2 separate regions of the Rattus norvegicus genome follow, and region 1 is linked to region 2. The links are chromatin contacts, called in public Hi-C maps. All regions are on one chromosome and are shown on one strand. The core of a region is the stretch at or near the end of the contact, and the rest is flanking DNA. Distances in the headings are between cores, read along the strand shown.

Region 1 (7,118 bases), core at 2,241-4,740, 480 kb after region 2:
AAGTAGCAAACAATTGCTGGGAGAGAAGAAACCATTTGATGTAGCTATTTCCAAGTTCTGTAGGGAACTGTAGGGATGCAGCTTTTGTATGCCACTGGTCATGCCGGAGTGGACTTGTTAGTGGTGGATTTGCTGATGTCATACATGCTTCTGTAAATAATTCTAATAAACTCTCATCGGTTCAACAAGCTAGATATGGCATGAGTAATGTCACTGGTCTGTTACTGGTTTCATCTGAAATGGGTAGATGGGGCTGCAAGTCTGGAGCATATCAAGAAGAATCCATAAAAGTTGATTGAATCACCTAGCTATGGTCCTGCATTTCTCCAACATCTGTTTTCACTGTGACCATTTGGTACCTTGCACTTCTCCTGGGAAGAGTCCTGTGGTTATGATGGTTCCTCCAAAATCATAGAGTTATTCCCTCCATTCTGTAATGATCAATCTAATTAAAAACAAATAAGGCAATATATTTCATAGGTGCCAGGGATTAGGCTATGGACCTTCCCTGGTGGCAGGGCTATCCACTTAGACTGTTAGTTAAGAGCATCAGTTCTACATTAGCCTAACTGGATCCAATTTTTTTCTAGTCATTAATCACTGAAATAAATATAATAGGAAACCTAAGTTTTCTAGACCTTTATTTTCTCACCTATAAAATGTGACTGTACAAAAGTAGATATTTCTCAAGGCTAGATAAAAATTAAAATAAGTAAATTACTAAAGCAGAAGTAATTATACTGGGCCCTGTACAAATAGCAAGTGTTCTGGTATCCAATCAGATCACATTTCTAACTAGAACAGCATCTGTAGTGACAGCTGACTTAAGACATTAACCTAATGACAAAGACAGTTTGCTCACAATGATGAGTTCTGTTTAAAAATAAAGAATCATGTTTCTTTATGTATCTTGCTGTATGATAATTCTGTTATCTCTATGTAACATGCAAACGTACATAGTTATATTTATCAACTTGCTTTTCTCAAAGCAGAGGGATTCTCTATAATAAAAAAAGGACTAGTTTGGTAACAGCAGAACATTGCGATCAGAACAAACATTATACTAAATTATGGACATATGAAAGGACATTGAGAAAAAAAGACCAAAATGGGGTATTATGAAACAGGAATCTTCAATCTCTGATTAATAAAAAGTGTGATGTCATTTCCAGTCTGAACAGATAGGTGCTGGCCAGATGTCCTGCAGAAGTACTTCTTGTATGAGGTGGCATCTGAAGCAGAGGGTTATGGCAGTCTTTAGTGGTACCAGTCAACCATGCAGAAGCCTTCTTTCACAACATCAAAGCATTATTTGCTTTTAAGTTTAAGGTTAACTAAAGTGACTCCATTTTGATTCTGTCAATGTTGACATTTCTTTCAAAAGAGTGGTGCTAAGTTTCTCCCACAAACATGAAAAAGTACGCTTAAATCACCATAGATCATCACAGCGGGACAGCTTTCCTCAAGACTCCGATGTCCCTTTGGGAGTTCCTCCCTGGTCACAGTGCATTCACCCAACAATTCTGCAACTGTCATTGTACTGTTATCTGAACTCAGCCTTCATCCCTCAAGAGCTATGGGACTCATGTTACAGCACACCATCCAGTGCCCATAGAGAGCTTTTTAGTTTTCATCTGATGATAATTGTGAGCACAGACCCTTTGTTCCTTTTAAATTTGTATCTGATCTCTAACCTGTACCATAAGCAACAGAACTACAAATAGCTTCCTGCTATGTGAGGATAAAAAAGGTCACATCTCAGTTTGTCAAATGCAAATGGGTCTTCTTTTACCCTATATCCTGCCCAAACACATGCCTGCATGCACATGTGTGCTTGCAAGTACACACACACACACACACACACACACACACACACACACACGCCAAAGAGGCAATAAAAGCTGAGCAAACACCCACAGTGGATTATCTTGAGCACTAGCTAAAGGCAGCTACTGTGCTTAGCCACTCAAAACCATGGTTAGGGGTCCATCTACTAGACTAGGGGTCCACCCTTCTCTCCTATACTCCTTACTCAGACACGCATCTGTAACAACTGAAATGCTGCCAGGAAGAACTTTCTTTAGAGCCTCTCAGTTTGTGCTTGTGGAGAATAATCATCCGAAGTCATTCCCATGGTGTGCAACTATGCCCTATCGGTAGCTGGGAACTCGGTGTTCTCTATCATTGATGTTGTTGTAAGTTTATTTCCATAAGTCATGCCTAAATTCAACTTATATCAGTCAAGTGGATACCAAATGAATACAGCCCTTACACATTATCCAAAATTGGTTCTTCCCATTTGGGTACCTGCTGTTGGTACAGGGGCTTTAACAGAATTGTGAATGTTAATAAAATGTAGGACAGAAAATTTAACAGTAACTGGTAAAAATGGGGAGTCTTTTCCTTATGCATATATTCACTTAGAGATAGTTAAAACAATTTAGTTAAGCAAAACAAATTTACCGAACAAGTTGAAAAGCGTAAACTGAGCTTTTAAAAGGAGTTACTGCAAATATTACTTAGAAACCATTTTCTCACTAAACTTCATATTTATTTTTCTGTATTTAAAATTTCTACGTGCTTATTTATTAAATCAAGTTGTCAGTGTTATTTTTTTTAAAAAGAAATATTGCGGAGGTATGGAAACGAGCAGGTTTAGTTATAGTGAATGAATTGATTTTGACATACTTTTTTCGAGTTAAAATAGTTAAAATCTGTGTAACTTTAAAAGTTTAAGTGTTTTGTGAATTAATATTAACGATAATTAAATGACAACGATATTGATTCTTTCAGCAGTACTTCTCGCCTGTTTTTTTTTTTTTATTTTGCTGACTGATTTTTAACCCGTTTATCAGCTAAATATAGAAAGGGGAAACTTTCCATCAAAGATGCGAAACAGGCTCTGGGCTGAGTGCATATGGGATATTTTAGCACATATAATCCCTCCCCAGAGCATACCTGCCCCGCCCCGGGGAACTGCATCAGTTGCAAGAAACGCTCATGTGTAATATTAACTGAATGCAATTCTAAATATTTCCCAATATTTCGCTACATATTACATTCATTATCCACCGCAATCCTTTAAGGAGGCAGTCCTATAATTATTAGCTTCTTATCAAAGCATAGAGACCTTAATTTGCATGTGCCAAGAATCAAACATGCAGTTTGACTCCGATGATTGCAAACGTCAGTACTACGTCATTCTGTCGGCTCTGCTGACACTGCACCGACTCACAGATTCCACGTCCTAACTAACAAAAGGAAATTTTGCATCGTGGCCACGCAATACCTGCCTATATGGATGGATCTTAACTGAGCAGGAGCAATCAATGCAGGAGCATTGTGGCGTGATGGCAGAGGGCCGGTCCTGTTTCCTAGGCAACAGCCATTGCAAATAAGCTGATAGGGCACTGCGCTCCCAACACCTACACCGGTGATGTCACTTCCTTGGTCTGTGCGGTTGTCCCAGCGACGCAGGCGGAAAGGCGGTGTTGGGTACCCAAGAGACCAGTCGGTTGGAAGTCACTTCCTCCCGGGGACGCTGTTGCCTGGCAACCGCCTTCCGCCTCCATCTTTTGCCCCGCCTCCAGCTTATTCCGATACCTGGTTTCCCAGACCGTGAGGCCCGGGCCGGGGGCGACACCTATGCTAGACCATAGCCGCTGGATTCTCAGGTGGTCACAGGGGCCGGGGTGCACGGGGAGCGGGGTGGATGCAGGAGGCGCGAGCTGTGGTACGTGGAGGAGTCCGGGGACCGCGCTGGGTGTGCGCGGGCCTGGCGCGTGCTGGGCCGGGAGCCGCGCGGAGCCGGCCGGGGACGCGGACGCCACCTGGCCAGCCCGGGGCGCTCTGGGCGGTGGCCGGAGATCCAAATGGGCCTCGGACGTCGCGCGCTAGAAACAGAGACTTTAATGCAGCCTGATGTGATGCAACTCAGTGCGGAGATGTTGTTGTTGTGTGTGGAAGAGCCAACAAATGGCTTGGGAAAATGTCGCTGCTGCTGACTGTGGCTAAGCATTGTTTTGAATACTGTTATATGCTAGCTGTTTCCGGGGCTGGGAACCTTGACATTCCTCTTGGTTGCATCTTGAAATAAGTCATTGTGGCATCCGCAATGCTATATGTTTTTAATAATGGAAAGGTGAAATCGTTTGGCAAAGTTTTGGTGATTATGTATTTCATTCATCCTTAAAATAGTTGTTGAACAGTAACTTCCTTATGCGTTTTCTTTTCGTGAAAACAGATTGGTGTGAGAATTTTATGTCCTTAACAAAAACCACTGTTACATTTTTAGGTGAACATATTGGGCAGTGTTTAAAGCGATTTCTCTTTATTTGGCCTGGGGTTGGGGGAGCACTAATGCCAGGAATAGAGTACCCCAGTCATGCATAAAGGTCTAATTCTTTTAAATATTTATGTGTAAATTTCAGCCACCATCCTAGATTGAATGAATTGTTTCAATTATTTATTAACTGTTGTATAAAAGAGAAAAAGGATACACTATGTCGGATGAAATCTTCAGCACAACTTTGGCATATACCAAGAGTCCAAAAGCTACTAAGAGAACTTCTTTTCAGGTAAAACATGGCAAACCATTTGGTTTTGTCTATGCCTCTATTCAGCACTTGCTGGTTCTCACAGGATCTGGCATGAAGCAGGAGGACTTCTTGTTTCTCTAAGTGTGTTGTAGGTCATCTGTCAACTTTGGGCTCTAGTATTAAAACACCCCTCTGTGAGACCCTGTCTCCAATATTTGCTTTTAAGTTGAAAGCCACAGAGCGACTTCAGAGCTTGTCTCTCTAAATTTCGGTTTTCTATCGTAAGCATCACAAGGACTTACTGTGCCAACCTTGCACCCAGCTTTTGCTCGTGTTTGCCATATCGATTATGCCCATCTTTGCAATATACGTAAAAGACCCAGTGGTAGGCTGTGTGCCTGACGTGCTTGTCAAACCCAAGCACTTACCTCCCTCAAAATGTACACTCTAACAATGTCAGTTTCTAATAAATCCAATCTCAATCGATGCCCCTAGCATTCATTAGCATTTAGCGCAGATTGTAACCTGCGGTTAATTTATCTAATACTAGTAGTCACTTCCTGTTTAGGAATCCCAGAGGAGATGGCTCAATTTTGCACTAAGTCTGATGGGTATATTGTACCGCATAGGCTTAGAGTAAAGTTAGGTGATTGAAACTTAAGTGTGAATGCGGAATAATCGAGTAATATTTGTTTAAAGGTCTCTTCTAAGTGTGAAACTCTGCTTGAACGGGAATTGACATTACTGATCTCATTTACAGGATGAGCTGATCAGAGCAATTACAGCCCGGTCAGCCAGGCAGAGAAGTTCCGAATACTCGGATGACTTCGACAGTGATGAGATTGGTATGTAAGAGGATAGACAAATGAGCCATTTCCCTGTGTTTTGCTTCCTTAGTCACATTTCACCTATCCCCTAGCCTCTCTTGATATATCACTGCCTATGAATTCCCTAGTTTCAGAATTCTATGTGTCCAATGAGTAAGGATGCCACTCTTAATTTTCAAGACGCAAATTACCTCTGCTTATTTATGAATGTGAATTCAAAAGTATGACTAGGTCTACAGTAAAATGCTACTCTAGGACTAAGCTAATCCTGGAGTTCACAGGATTGGTGCTTATGTACTGCGTTTGTAATACAGACCAGATTAGGGGCAGTGATAGTGGCTATGGTAACTAATTTTCTCTGCTGGTATAAAACATCGTGAGCAAAAGTGACTTACAGATAAAGAGTTCATTTCAGTTGACAGTTCAAAGTGATGTGAGTCCACCACAGAGGTGGACATGGCAGAAATTGGATGGCTTGGTGGCAGGAGCAGGAAGCTAAGATTCCTGCAACACACACAGCAGAAAGAGACCTGGAATTGAATCAAGGCTGTGAAGACTCAAAGCCCACCACCAGAGACATACTTCATTCACAAGCCAGTACCTCCTCACCAAACAGTGCCATCAACTGGGGACTAGGCAGTCAAGTTCCTGAGCCCATGGGAAACAGTGTCACCCAGATGACCATACTCTCTCTACCTTCTGTAACCCATAGACTCATGGCCAATGCAAAATGCATTTAGTCCAACTTTAAAATTCCCTGTAGTCTTTATCATTTTCTGCACTGTTTAAAATTCTTCTGAAGTCTCTTCTGAGACTCAGGACAATGGACTAATTATAACCTCCTGAAAGACCAAAATGCAAAGTACATACTTCTAACATATGATGGGATAGGATATATGTACATACATACATACATACATACATACATACATACATACGTGCATACATACATACCTTACCATTCCAAAAAGGAAGAATGGGGACATAGTAAGGAAATACTGGACCAAAGCAAGACTGAAACATAGCAGGGCAAACTCAGGTCCCAATGACTCCATGTCTAGTGTCTGGGACTGTGGTTGGCTCTTCTCTCATGTGTAACACTCTTTGGCAGAGATCTTGTGATTCTGCGTCTCTAACATCTTGAGGTCCCTACCATAACCCAAACTTCACTTTCAGAGTGTCACATAAAGGCCTTTTGCCCTCTCAGGGCTGACATGCATAGGCTGCCTTGCCCTGACTTGCCCCACTCCATTTTTCTTGTAAACCTACATAAGCAAAACCAGTAATAACCATGCCACAGATTCAATAGGATGCTGTCTTCATGTTTTCTCTACCAATGAAATGATCCATTACTTTTTAATTAGTGTCTTATTTGATTTCTATGGCTGTGAGAAAACACTAACTACTACTAGCTTGGGGAGGTGGGGTGTATGTGGCTTACATTTTCCCATAACAATCCATCACTGAGGTATGTCAGGGCAGGAACTCAGCTTGGAACCTGGAGATAGGAACTGAAGCAGACAGCGTGAAGGAACACTGCTAAGTATCTTACTCCTTTTTAGTTTGTTCATCTTGCTTTCTTGTACTGCCAGGACTGCCGCCCAGGGATAATACCACTCCCATTGGGCTGGACCCTCCCACGTCAGTCACTACTCAAGAAAAGGCCTTAGAGATTTGCCCACAGGACTATCTGTTGGAGGCAGTCCTTCAGGGTGTTTTCCTCTTCACACACACTCTAGTCTCTGTCAAGTTA
Region 2 (7,070 bases), core at 4,464-6,963:
TCCTTCTGAATAATGTGATATTTGCACAGGAAGTGGGAGTCAAAAGCATGATACTTGCAGGGTCTATTTAACCTGTGGGAAACACACACCTACTAGATCACAATACAGCATTAATGTAGCTGACAACCATGAGATTAAAAAAAAATACCAGCATTATTTCTGTACACAATGAAAATGACACCTGCTTGCTATGAGAGAGAGAGAGAGAGAGAGAGAGAGAGAGAGAGAGAGAGAGTTGATACTGCTGTAGTAGATAATGAGGCTAAGATCATGCCTTTCGAACACCAACTCCACCCTGCATACACACAGCCACCTAAAGCTTTCATCTCTGCACATTTCCTCGAATGCTTTCTGAACAAAAACCAGACTGAGGTTACCATAGAAACAGCTCATGGTTTCAGGTGTTTTTCAGGGGCATTTTGTTTCATTAGTGTGGAGAGATTAAAGTATGCATCATGGCTTCTCATTAACCCGATTCTCCGTCCTTGTTAGAGGCTGACTTCAGGAATCCCATGTTCTCCTAGACTGGCCTGCATATCCAGCATCTTGTCTCACTGCTATTCACTGTGCCGGAGTAACACAGAGACACTCTTGAAGGTTAATGACTCCGGCCTATCTCTGGAGTCCATCACATAGCATTTTCTTCCCTTCTGATCAGCAAGAAAGTGTGAACATCACTTCATGTTGTGCTTTCCTCTTCAGACTTTTTATCATCCATCTGGAATGTTAGCAGTATAAGATATGAAAACAACTGCAATGATTGTGGAAACCCAATTAACACCAACAACAGCAAAGATTAAGATGGGGGGTCTGTCTCGGTGTGATGCTAGCATTAACTGTCAGCCATGTGCTTGTGAGCATGCCTATGGAGGAGTCTCCTGATTAATATCTTGGGATCTGGGAAGACCTGTCCTCTAATATCTCTGGACTGAAAGACGAGATGGTACCCAAGGAGGAAAGGAGCTGGCGGGCAGAATACATCACTGCTCTCTGCTCCTGATGAGATGGAAGTCACCAACTACTTCAAGCTTCTGCTCTCCTCACACTCCTCCCAACTCCCATTATTGATAAAATCCTTGAGCTGTGAGCCAATCCAAATGCTTTCTCCTTTAAGCAAGCATTTTCTTTTTCAGGGCATTTACTCAAAGCTGTTAGAAAGGGAACTAAGATACCTGAAGCAAACAGAAAATGCAGATGCAAAATTTAAAAAATAATCACCTTTGCATTGGGTTAGCATGCAATCTCGACACTCTAAAAGATGAATACGAAAGATCATGAATCCGGCTTGGACTATATAGTGAATTCTGAGACCGCGTTAGACTACAACATGAAACTGGGTCTGAGAAAAAGCAATAAATTAACAGGGAAAAAAGGATAAAAATGAAGTCTTTCACACAGGCTCTCGGTAATAAATTCCCTACAGGAAGGATGCCCTCCTCATAATGTATGTTGACAAGGTAAACATTAAGAAAACAATTCGATGGATGGCGAATGCATTTATTTACATGCATTATCAAATGCCAGCTTTCCCCCTAAGTGATGTGCAAACATGTGAAGCTCACACCGTTTTGTAGAAGTGTGAATGCCCCCAGATCCATCCTGTCTCACTGTGATCGTCAAACTATTAAGTTACGTCACAAGTGACACTGAGGACCCGAGAAGGTGGTGTGAGAGGGATTAGTGTCATGTCCACAGATTCCAGTCTTAGATTCATGTGACTAAACATACAACCTGGAGCCAGTGGCCACTGTTCTCAACGTTTCCGTTTTCTCATCTTCAAATGGAAATGCTGATGCTAACTACTTATTAGATTTCTAATGCAAGAAGTTCTTATCGTTTTCTTATTAGAAAAGTTAGAATGTCTGAAATGTTTATAAGGTCATGCGATTCGTAAATCACAAATGCCTATCATTTTTAAGTAACAGTGAAAACAGACAACACAAAACTCTCAGAAAAGTCACTTAAGATTAAGACAGAAGGATTAATAACTGAAGAAAACGTAGAAGACTCCAAAGAAAGTAAAAACACAGTAAGGATTTGAATATCATAAAGGTTGAGGAAGCATTAAGGAGATGACTATTATGACTATATAATGACTAAAGCCATTACATAAACACACACACACACACACACACACACACACACACACACACATTCTGGCCTAGAGTATCACTCATGGAGGACATAAAATAGAGGCAGCATAATTGACCTGCAAGATGGCAGCAGATGGTGGCACACTTAATACTTCATATAAGACTGTGGTCGCCCAGCTGTGGTGCTGTGCTAGGCTTCCTCTTTGTGATAGACAGAGGAGCCGCTGTGCCCAGGATGGTTTTAACATCTCTGCTGTGGTCCATCTCCTTCCCTTGCCTGTCCTCTGTATCTGCACTCATTCACCCACTCTGGAGAAAGTCAGCTGTCAGCACAGCTGAGGAGGCTTGCTCACAGACCGGAAGGAAGTCCTATGAGCTTCCCACTCACTCATACTGTCTAAGACCTTAGCAGTGGCCCTGAGCTATCACAACCCTGCCTGTGTCTGGCACAAATGAGTACACAGGCTATGGTATTGTAAGTTCCCATGTTTGGAGATTATACATAGTATAGATAACTAAATTAAGGCTGAAGTAGCTTCCAAACATTATTTTATACATTTGATGAAATTACCTCCTCCTATGTAATGCCATTCTCTGTATTTTATATATTTAGTATTTATAGTATTCCTTTGATAATGTCATATATGTAATGTATTTTTATTATATTTGCCTCCCACTGCTTGAAGGCCCACTCTCACCCCATCCCAACTTCATTCTCCCCTCTTTTTTGGTTGATTTTAAATTTTAAAGTCCAAAGAGGTCAACTTGTGTATGCCATAAACTCATGGGTCACCTACCAGTGCCTGTATCCTTAAATAAAACTTACAACCCGTCCCCATCCACACAAGCCATCAAATATTAGTAGTTCCTGCCACTCTCCTCTATATACACTCATTCTAAAAATAATATTGACCCCTGCTTCTCCCAGATAATAGCCTGCTCAAGGCCCCTAAAATAATCGTATATTTACTACATAGATATAACTCTAATTTCATTCTTACTTGGTCTATGAAGAGCTACATGATCTCTGTTTGTGGTTTTCTTACAGTCACCCATCCTTATTATTTTTAAACTCCACATGTCTGCATTTACTTCCCTTGGGTCTGTGGAACACACTGGATGCATTTCTCCCCTCAGGCTTTTGAATGTGATGCTGCACTAATGGTCACACACACCAAGCTGGGAGTTGCAAGAAGTGGTCTTCGATGTCTCTTTTCTGACCCCTCTATACAAGGGGAACCCAGAGTTAATCCCGTCATCTGGATGCAGAGTTGCCTTGAGGGCCCCCTTGTTAAATGCTTGGTCACTGGGCATTGCTACTGGATAACAATGAACGCCCCTGTGGAAGTTCTTTAGCTCATGCCCTTGAAGTGGCTCTCTACCCTCATGCTCATGCATTCGGTCATTGCCACATCTGTCCCATCTTTCATCTGTGACAAATAGCCAAAAGAATGAAACCGTCTGCCCGATCTTAGACTGAAACCTTAAGAAGCAAAAGCCTATATTAAGTCATTTTTCTTTATCTATTGGTGGTGTCAGCCATTTTGTTATAGTAATGGGAAGCTGGTGGATATGGCTGGGTTATAAATCTCAGAGAAAATTCCGTCTGCGTTTCTGCACATTTCATCTCTGTTTATCTCTGTTGGATGAGCAGTTGCCTAAGAAGAATGCTGTCTTCTCAGAGCCACAGACATGGTTACAGAAGTCATCACTGTAAAGTGAAAATAGAGGCCTCTTTGCTCATGAAGTATTATGAATTTTACCTCAAGTGATAGTGGCTTCTATCACCCACTTTATCACTGTCAGGCTGCAGGAAACTCGTTCTCCAGGACCCATTATAATCTACTCTAAATAAGGTTTCCAGATGCCTTCACTGGGCATGTCATAGCCCTCTACATCTGCAGAACCAACATCTGATTTATAGCTTTTTAGGTACAGGGAGTAACTGTTCTCTGGTGCAGACCTGGTGATAAAAAGTCTGACCTGGGCATGAAGAGAAGCTCCAGGGAGGTCCTTTAGACCCTCTGTGATAAGATGTTTCTCTTGGAAAGTTTAGTGATGCAGATGCAACTGAGATAGAAAGGAGTCCACAGACTCCTGCGTATGCTAATCTCAGCAATTCTTGTGCAAGGGACCCTCCTTTGTAGCTTGCCCATCTCTATGCATTCTCTCCTGCTGTCATTAAACTGAAGTTATTTTCTGATGATAATTTTCTTCTTTTGACAATCCTTTGAGTGAGAAACATTTATACTTAAAGGACCAAACTCAGAATAATTGCTGTGATCGAAAGAAAGTTTATTTGGACTAAATTTAATAAGTTAATATCAACAAACCTCTACTGATTGAATACCCACTATATGTTGTTGGTGCATCAGAGACTAAAGAAATGAAATTGTCGCCCTCATGAAGCTGGCATTACAGAAAAGTGCTGTAGATCAAATGGCTACATATGTTAGAGACAATGGGGCAGTACCTGAAGAGTAAGGTGGAGAGGGGGAGGGGTTTGGGTTTTAAGTAGGGCAGTTGGGGTAGCCTGGGGATGAGGGAATGAGAAAATGGACACTAGGATTATTCAGATACATGCCAGGACAGAAGCTAAGACAGACACGATACAGAACACCCCATTTCTGGGAACCTGATTACAATTTGTCTACATAGGCTCTGCTTTTGGAAAACAGAGAAGGGATAAAAGAAAAACACAGTGAAAAGACTCACTCCAAAACAATAATTTGCATTTCGTGTGCATAAACCTTCTGAGAAGTGGCTAGCTGTCTTCTCCCAAGGGTCACCAGCGACTTGTGATATTTGATCACAGATCTTCAGTCACCCAGATTCCTTAAAGGAAAGCTCTCCAACACTGTACCGGAAACCTCTTAGGCTGAGATGTGTGTGTGCAGACATGTTGACTGGTTTGAACATGTTCCGTTCCTCTTGTTCCTTTTGCACTCTGGAAGCAAGATTTTTAAAACTGACATCAGAGAATTAAAGCAGGGGGTAGGAAGTGAACAGGATGGATTATGAAATAAACTAAGCAAGAAGAAAAATTATGAAATATACTAAGCAAGAAGAAAACAACATAATAAAACAGTAAGAAAAATTAAAGCAACCTTAACAATTAAACAAAGAAATACACAAAACGTGTTCAGCATATAATGAAGTGTTTAGAATTTATTAGCCAAATTTCATCACAAACTTTGGAAGCGGGTGCAGCTGTCTACAAGTGGAGAAATGGCCACAAGAAATTGTGTGGTTTTGTGCAGTAACAGTTTTGTCACTTATTTCTAAAGACCCATAGAAGGACGCGTGTAAATTCAGACACATTATACGTCCACATACAACCTGCTGAATTCAATGTATACACATTCAACGAACACATATTCAATTTGAAACGACAGGAAGAAAAATAATGTGCTTAATCTCAGATGGCAGGAAACACAAGTTTAGTCTCTTCGGGCTGCTGTATAAATCACGCCTTGCTCACTTTCTTATTAGATAAAAGGGAAACCCTTAATGCTTAATAACAGCACTAAAGGTCAGTGATGAGCCCAAGAAGCACCAAACAAACAAAACAGCAGGGACCCCGGCAGCTTTCTACTTCAGGGCGTGCGCCCGACTCAGGCAGTGGGCGGAGCCGAGAAACCGAAAGAGAAAGCGGGCTGGGCGCAGAGGACCTCGGGCGCCGGGATGAAGCCTCACGCGGCCAGCCTTTTGCTGCTGTGTTGCTGCTGTCTCGGCCGCGGGGTCGCCCGGACCTGGCCTTGGAGCCCCCAGCGGGAGGCGGCTGCCTTGCGGGTACCAAGTTCGCTCCCTTTACTTGTCCACTGCCCCGGGGCTCCTAGGGAGGGACCCAAACTCCAAGCGCGCATTTCCCCAGTAGAGCAGCTCCCTAAAAGCCTTGATTTCTCAAGGCAAGGATTAGTATGCTGTGCCCCAAAACACTAAAAGATGTCCAGGGCAAAGCTAAGGGGAACAAGTGCCCTCTCAACTCCAAAGCTTTCCCCACACCAAACCTGTCTCATAGAAAGCCGCCGGCAGAGGGCACTAGCTCCCTCCTGTGACTGGAAGTTCAAATGCCAGGAGCAGCTTCTTAATTCTGAGAGACTTCGAAGATGGATAAATGATTCTCTGTCCTTTATCCATCCACTGTCTACCACTTTACTATGAAGTTCTCTCTGGCTTTATTGCTTTTAAAAATTTTTCATAGTAATCCAATTTCTTTCTGAAATGGACCGAGTGGCTAACCGCGGATACATTTTCCCCAGTAACCAGGGAAACTGGCCGGAATGCGGATTCACACTTGGCCTCAGTTGCTATAGGTGATGCTATCTGACAGGTTTTTAAATCTGAAAAGATGCCATCACCATTTTATTAGAGAAGGAAACTCATCTGCTCTGACTCAGAGTCTGAATTCAAGGATGCTGCTCATGGGCCATTTAATTAGGGTCTCCTGTTGTTTTCTGAGATTTCTATGGGGCTTCATAGCTCAGCTTCCTTCCGCTGTCCTCTTTGGCCTAAGTTGGTTTCAGCTACCCTTGTGTTGTACTCAGATCAAAATGTGTGCCCTTTTTGCTCCCTTTGTTACTTTTAAGCTCATTTCTTGTTATCAGAAGCACTATTTCTCGCCAGAGTCCTTGACCTATGTGTTACCGAGACCTGTTCTTGACTTCATCTCCTGATGGACTAGACCCACTGGGGTGAAGTAGTCAGTATCATGGGTGTTGACAATGTGTTTATTGGCTAAATAGTTTTTTTTAAATCTTGAATGTTGAAGGTCAACGATGTAAGTGTATAATTTCTTTCCTCCTGGCTGAAATAAAGCGAGGTTGCCAACAAAAGCAACTTAAAGAAGGGTCTGCCTTGGCTCACACTTCAGGGGAGAGTCTATCATGATGGGGGTGTCATGGTAGCATGTGTGTGGAGCACCTGTCCACACTAAATCAACATCCAGGAAGGGAAAGACACGGATACTGTCTTCCC

The links. Hi-C and Micro-C count contacts between places; a contact is called where the count stands out from the background.
Region 1: a Hi-C map of kidney shows a contact between it and region 2, with 4 times the contacts expected there. The contact joins the promoter of Map9 here to the promoter of Ctso in region 2. A contact is called at or near these places in 3 of 12 Hi-C or Micro-C datasets (frontal cortex, kidney and liver).

The regions. Positions count from the first base shown.
Region 1 is chr2:170,003,257-170,010,374 of GRCr8, forward strand. Map9 (microtubule-associated protein 9) reads left to right here and starts at 3,491. Exons shown (of 14, transcript NM_001135716.1): 1 at 3,491-3,677; 2 at 4,487-4,577; 3 at 5,299-5,383. The coding sequence starts at 4,503.
Region 2 is chr2:169,522,755-169,529,824 of GRCr8, forward strand. Ctso (cathepsin O) reads left to right here and starts at 5,714. Exons shown (of 8, transcript NM_001427175.1): 1 at 5,714-5,885. The coding sequence starts at 5,778.